2 separate regions of the Triticum aestivum genome follow, and region 2 is linked to region 1. A link is a contact called in public Hi-C data. All regions are on one chromosome and are shown on one strand. Each heading gives the region's core, a stretch centred on a gene start, on an enhancer-like site or on the middle of the called end of the contact. The rest is flanking DNA. Distances are from core to core; before and after follow the strand shown. Region 1 holds the start of LOC123070582 (30S ribosomal protein S20, chloroplastic). Region 2 holds the start of LOC543074 (two pore calcium channel protein 1-like).

Region 1 (2,900 bases), core at 360-2,859:
GACGTAGGGTTTTACCTATTCAAGAGGGCCCGAACCTGGGTAAATAATGTCTCTGTGTTTCTTGTTCCCCATTGATCCTAGATCCACAGCTCGGGACCTCCACCCGAGATCCACTAGTTTTTACACCGACAGGCATCTCCAATGCAAACCCTCAAATCGCTAGCAAGTGTGTGAACCGCATTGTCTGGATGCAGTTTGCCATCCAACGCCATCTCGCATTGGTCTGCAGACTAGTTTGAGTGTTCGTTTTCTCGCAAACCAGAAGCAAATTAGGGGGGGGGGGGCTTTACGAGAGTGTGGACCACCGTGATGTAAGACTCTGACGCCCACGGCCCACCCAAAACCACATGAGGACCCCGCGTGTCTACCCATGTCCCCTTCTCTGCATCTGGTTCCTCCCTCTCCTTTGATGCTGTTGTACCACCCCGGTCGCCCGCCAAGCCCTTGTCGGACCTTCGTGACCTCCACCGCTCCACTCGGTCGCCACGCTATTAGTCCACACCTCTCGTCCATCCACCGAGCAGGTACCATCTGCCAGTGCAGGGGTCACCACGCCCGGCAAGTGTTTGGTGAAATGCTCGTGCAATTTTTTTGTCCCTTCTTTGAAGCAATGGATTCGGACATGGAATACATGTACGAGCACTGTGTTGAGTCGTCCGACGAGGAGGATTATACGGATGAAACATCGATGATGCAGGCGGTCCTTCCAGACGCGAGGTGTGCGGAAGAGCATGTTCTCGGTTTCAAGGGATCGATCAAGGGTCATCACATGACCACTGGATTTGGCAGCGGCCTCCATGTTTGCTAGGTTGATCAGAAGGACAACCTCCTCCTAGCAACTACACTGTTAATGTGCATCAGTAGAACATTGACTACTATCTGGTTGATGATATCTATCCTCCATGGACTACATTCGTTAAGACCATCTCTGAGACGTTGGTCAAAAAAGAGCTCACTTTAACCAAAGATAATAAGGAGCTAGAAAGAATGTGGCGAAGGCATTTGGAGTGCTCCACGTCCGTTTTGCAGTTGTTCGTGGACCTGCTAAACAATGGGACCCGGAGATCTTCAGGGGAGATGATGACATGTTATATGATCATGCATGACATGATTGTGGAGGATGAGGGCGCAGATGTTGCCGGGGGTCTGGAATTTGAGAACATGGGTGATCCTATCCAACTTCCACATCAAAATCCGGTCATGTTTGATAAGTTTGTTTAGATACATCAACAAATTCGGCATCGAGCAATTTATGAGCAGTTCAAGGAAGATTTGATTGAGCATCTATAGGCGGTTAAAGAGGACAACTAGAACATATGAAAGTTGAATTCAAGTTTGAACTATTTAATTTGAAAACTTAGTTGGATTATAATATTTAAAGTATAACCACTGTCGCATTTAAATATTTCCACTCATGAAGGTTTGAGATGCTATTGTTTGAGTTTGCGGGCTCTTAACAACAGAGGCGATGTTTAGAGGCCATGGTTGGATGACCAACGTCCGTATCACTGTCTGTGGATCGGATTCACAGATAAGTACAATGCCCGTTTCGGGGATGGGCTTGAAGACACCCTTGTGGAAGACATTATTAACTTCAGTCCCCGTCTTAGTGCAAAGTAGGCGTAAATCGGTTTCCCGCCTTCAGCCCCACAGTGGGAGCAAACCTACTACTTCCCCGGATAAGATAACATCATCGGCACTGACACAGGACGGGGCTGCAGCTCGAACTCCTCCCATCCTGGTCTCCAGCCATGGCCACCGCCACCTCCCCGCTCCTCTCCCTCTCTTCCCTCTCGGCCTCCCTCCCCTCCCCTTCCCGGGCACCCGCCTCCCTCTCCCTCCGCGCCCTCGCCCCACAGGCCCGCCTGTCGACCTCCTACGCCGCCTTCCCCATCGGTACCGCACTTCCCTTCCCCCGCTCGAGTTTCCTCAAGAAAATTATGTTTATTCATCAGTGACCGAGAATGCTTTCGTCAGGTGGGTTCGGAGCCTCGGCGTCGACCGGAAGGTTTAGGAGGAGGGGGCTGCAGGTGGTGTGCGCCGCCGAGCCGCCCAAGACTGGAAGGCAGGCGGACTCGGTCAAGAAGAGGGAGCGTCAGAATGACAGACACCGCATTCGCAACCATGCACGCAAGGCCGAGATGCGCACCCGGATGAAGAAGGTATATACAATGCCTAACGGCGGGCGTATCCCTTTCTCCATCTTTCAAGTTTTGCCACTAAAATACTCAATTGGCACTGCGTGCCTTGGTGAAAATGGGGAATAGGTGCTTTGAGATAAGCACTTGTTGCTGTGTTTTGGGGAATTTTGAGGGTTGGGGAGTAGAGTAGACTCTATACTGCAAATTAACGGAGTTTAAGAATTTGTAAAATGTGTGTTGGTTTCTCCACTTGAAATACATTTTGGAGTTGCATTCTGTTATTCTGACATGCCTTATTGTCAATGTAGATGGATTTGATGTAGTATTAACCAACAAACGGATTAAATTTGATTGTACAAGGCGAGTGATTAATTAGATATTGCAAGTGGATTTATTATCGGAATATTGCCCACAAAACATCCGAAGAAGGGGACAGAAGTAACAAACCACCAAATTTAGTTTCCGTGGCGTACTTCATCTGAATAATAGGTGTTATGTGTTATTTTAGTAAATCAAATGTCATATAAACTCCATCCTGAATTAGTTGGCACTCAAACGGATGTATCTAGCACTGAAATATGTCTAGATACATCCATTTGAGCGTCAACTAATTCCGGACGGAGGGGAGTACTGGTTATTGGTATGAAGATGGTTTCATTTGTACAAAACATTCAGTTTTTTTAATTTAGCAATCAATCCCAGAAGTTTTCTTTTATATTGAGACCAAATGCCCTAAGCTTTTACTCTTTGATTAGGTTT
Region 2 (3,036 bases), core at 44-2,543, 150 kb before region 1:
ACAGGTTAAGTGACCACAGCCAGTCCAACCGGAGATACACAAAATAGAAACTCATTGCCCTCCCGAACCTCGTATCATTCAAGACATCCTCAGGGATGCCAACACCATCTTCTGCCTGCCAAAATAATTGTAACTACTAACTAGACATTCAAGTAAGTCAAAAGATGCAAAAAGAATTCAGGGGAAGATTCGACAAATAATTGTAACTACTAATTAGACTACTAATTAGAAGCTCCAACAAATATTTTCCGAAAGAAAGGTTATGCAACATAGTCTGATAAGTGCATCCTAGCTTTCAGGGGAAGATTCAGTTACCCTGATTTCCTTGCAAGACGAAATGGGACTTATACTGTAAGGCCCTTGGTGTAAGGATGTCTATGAAATAGGACTAACATTATTTTATTGTATAAGTTCAAATACAATGTCAAATTCCATAATGTAAAATATTAGATCAATTCTTAACATTTTTTTGGCACTTCATCAGATAGACAATAAGCATCTAACACTCACAAACTAGCCGAGACTAAACCAAAAAAGAAAAAGAAAATATCAAGCAGCACCTCTGCTTCCTAACCATCTCCCCGGCCACGTAGACTTTGGCACCAAATCAGCATGCTAGCCGACAATCCATCAAACACCATTCCTACGCCACCTCACTCACAGTCGCCAGCCACAACAACCAACAGCACAAAGCCCCTGGAGGCTCGAGCATCTGAATTCCCAGTTGCAGTCTACAGCAAACAGCGTAGCTGTTCGCTCAGAGAAACAGAGCAAAGTGGAGCAGAGGACCAGCGGAGCGAGCGAGAGAGAGAGGGGCAAAGAGAGGTGGAGTGGGAACCGACGAGGTCGACGAGAGCGGCCGCCTTCTGGTAACGGTCGCCATAGGCTAGCGCGTCCGACCGCCTGCGGTACTTCCTAGAGCCCTGCTCGCCGCCCCCGTCGCTGAGGCGGCGACTGCCGGAGGACGCCAAGCCGCGCTCCGCCGCCTCCTCGGTGATGAGAGGCGCCTCCGCTTCGCTCATCTCTCCCCCCCTGGCTAGACTGAGATGCAACCGGAGATCTGAAGGCTGAAGCTACGAGCGGAAGTGGAGCCCGAAGCGGAGGCGGAGGCGGAAGTGGATTAGTTTAAACAGGTGTTGTGTGGAAATGGGAATATGGGATTAGAAGCAACCGGAACGGATCGTGTTGAGGTAGTAGTCGACCACGTTGCGGCCATCTCGACTGGCCGCATACGAAGCACAGGTCGCCCGTAATCCCGTTGGGATTAGCGCGTGGACCGACAGCGGACAGGGAGACGGGGCACCAGCGCCCGGTATTGGTGGACGCCGGTGTTTGGTGTTTGGCTTTGACAGTGGACGGTCGTACAGGACGTATGCGCGGGGGTAGCTTTCGGCACAGCTGGGGTTCGGATGGGTGATGTCTGCGGGGCATTATCGTCGAAAAGAATTTGCATGCCCGTTCTCGTGCTTCTTTTTTTTTTTTGCGAATACGCCCGTTCTCGTGCTGACGTGGCTGGTACAGGTGTGCAAAAAATTCTTAAGCAGTGGGCAGACAGCATTGCTACGAATCTTAAGATTCCGACCAAGAAGCGTGAGGTTGAATTTGTGTTGTCATGATTATGTTTGTACTTATGATCTGTCATGATTATGTGTGTACTTATGAGCGCCATGATACAATTTTGTTACTCCCTACATTTACTTATACAAGACCACTATGAAATATGCGTTTTGGATCAATATAAGGCCACCAACAGTATTCAAGGAAAGAATTAATGATATTTTCTCATGCTAGCAACTTGTCTATTCCCTCCGTCTAGGTTTTTTTTTTGAGAGTACGTCAATAGCGTACCATATTTTTATAGAAAAGAGAATAAGATTTACAAGAGATGCCTTACGAATGGATGCACACATTCATTCTCGGCAACACCCGGAAACAACCCACACCTAAGATCCTAAGCCTACTCTCTCACGAAACGTGACAACCCAACACCTCCAACTCCGGCCTCAATCCACTCGTGCAGCTCACGAAGACTCGCGTCTACCAATTCACTCGGGGATCTTTATTGGCTTCTTCTATTAAAAACTCGAGCATTCCTTTGTTTCCACAGGGCCCATGTCACCACAATCAAAAATGTTTCAAAAGCCCGTTTGTTAGCCTTGACACTCCCCTTCCTCGCTAACAGCCACCAATCCAGCAAATTGTCGTTCTCAGTTGGCCTCGTGACCTGCAAGTTGAGGGCTTGGAGACCCTCATGCCAAACTTCCCTAGCGTACACACACTGGATCAAAATATGCTCAGCATTGTCCTCTTCCTGCAGGCACGTGTAACAAGCTGAGGATCTATCCTGAAGCCCATGCTTAGTGAGTAAGTCATCTTAGGTTGTGCACCGTGACCAAGGAGGAGGGGAAAATGAGAGACCTTAATGTTTATTTGCTAATTAATAGCATTGCATGCAATGAACTAACCACTACATGTCGTATTTGGTAGTCTCAAGTCATTAAAAGCATGCACACCCTTCGTCTCTTATTGGTTGATATGTGAAGAAACAAGAAACAAGGTAGAAGTTAATGCACCGCGCCGAAGTGTTTTGGGATTATTTGGTTTTCGTAAGATGACTTACACACCTAGACGGAGGGAGTACTACTTGCATGCTTGCAGTCATTATGACACTAGCTACTTCCTCCACACAGTTTTCTTGCATACATGTTGCGTATTAATGATCTCAGTAAACGAAAAGAAAAGCAAGCTTGCAAAGCATGCATTAAATTTTACCTTGGTTCCTACAATCTGAGTTTATGGCCTTGTATATAAAAATGGAGGGAGTAGCAAAGTTTTCTTTTTAACCGGGCTAACCCCCTTTCCTTTTTATTTAGGTACAAGAGTAACATAATTACTCTTCAGCCAACCCACAGTCGGCAACCAGGTCGTCCAACAGGTCATCCGGCACTCCTGGCACACATAGCAGGTCTCCCATCGTCCTAGCACGGGCAGCCAGTAGATGGGCCATCATGTTCTTCCTGTTAGCATACTGAACTT

Evidence for each region. Hi-C and Micro-C count contacts between places; a contact is called where the count stands out from the background.
Region 2: a contact with region 1 is called in a Hi-C map of leaf, with 4 times the contacts expected there. The contact joins the promoter of LOC543074 here to the promoter of LOC123070582 in region 1. A contact is called at or near these places in 2 of 5 Hi-C or Micro-C datasets (both in leaf).

The regions. Positions count from the first base shown.
Region 1 is chr3B:500,438,724-500,441,623 of IWGSC CS RefSeq v2.1, reverse strand. LOC123070582 (30S ribosomal protein S20, chloroplastic) reads left to right here and starts at 1,609. Exons shown (of 3, transcript XM_044493843.1): 1 at 1,609-1,896; 2 at 1,978-2,162; 3 at 2,897-2,900. The coding sequence starts at 1,752.
Region 2 is chr3B:500,590,882-500,593,917 of IWGSC CS RefSeq v2.1, reverse strand. It overlaps LOC543074 (two pore calcium channel protein 1-like), which reads right to left and starts at 1,293. Exons shown (of 24, transcript NM_001405507.1): 1 at 843-1,293; 2 at 1-115. The coding sequence starts at 1,022.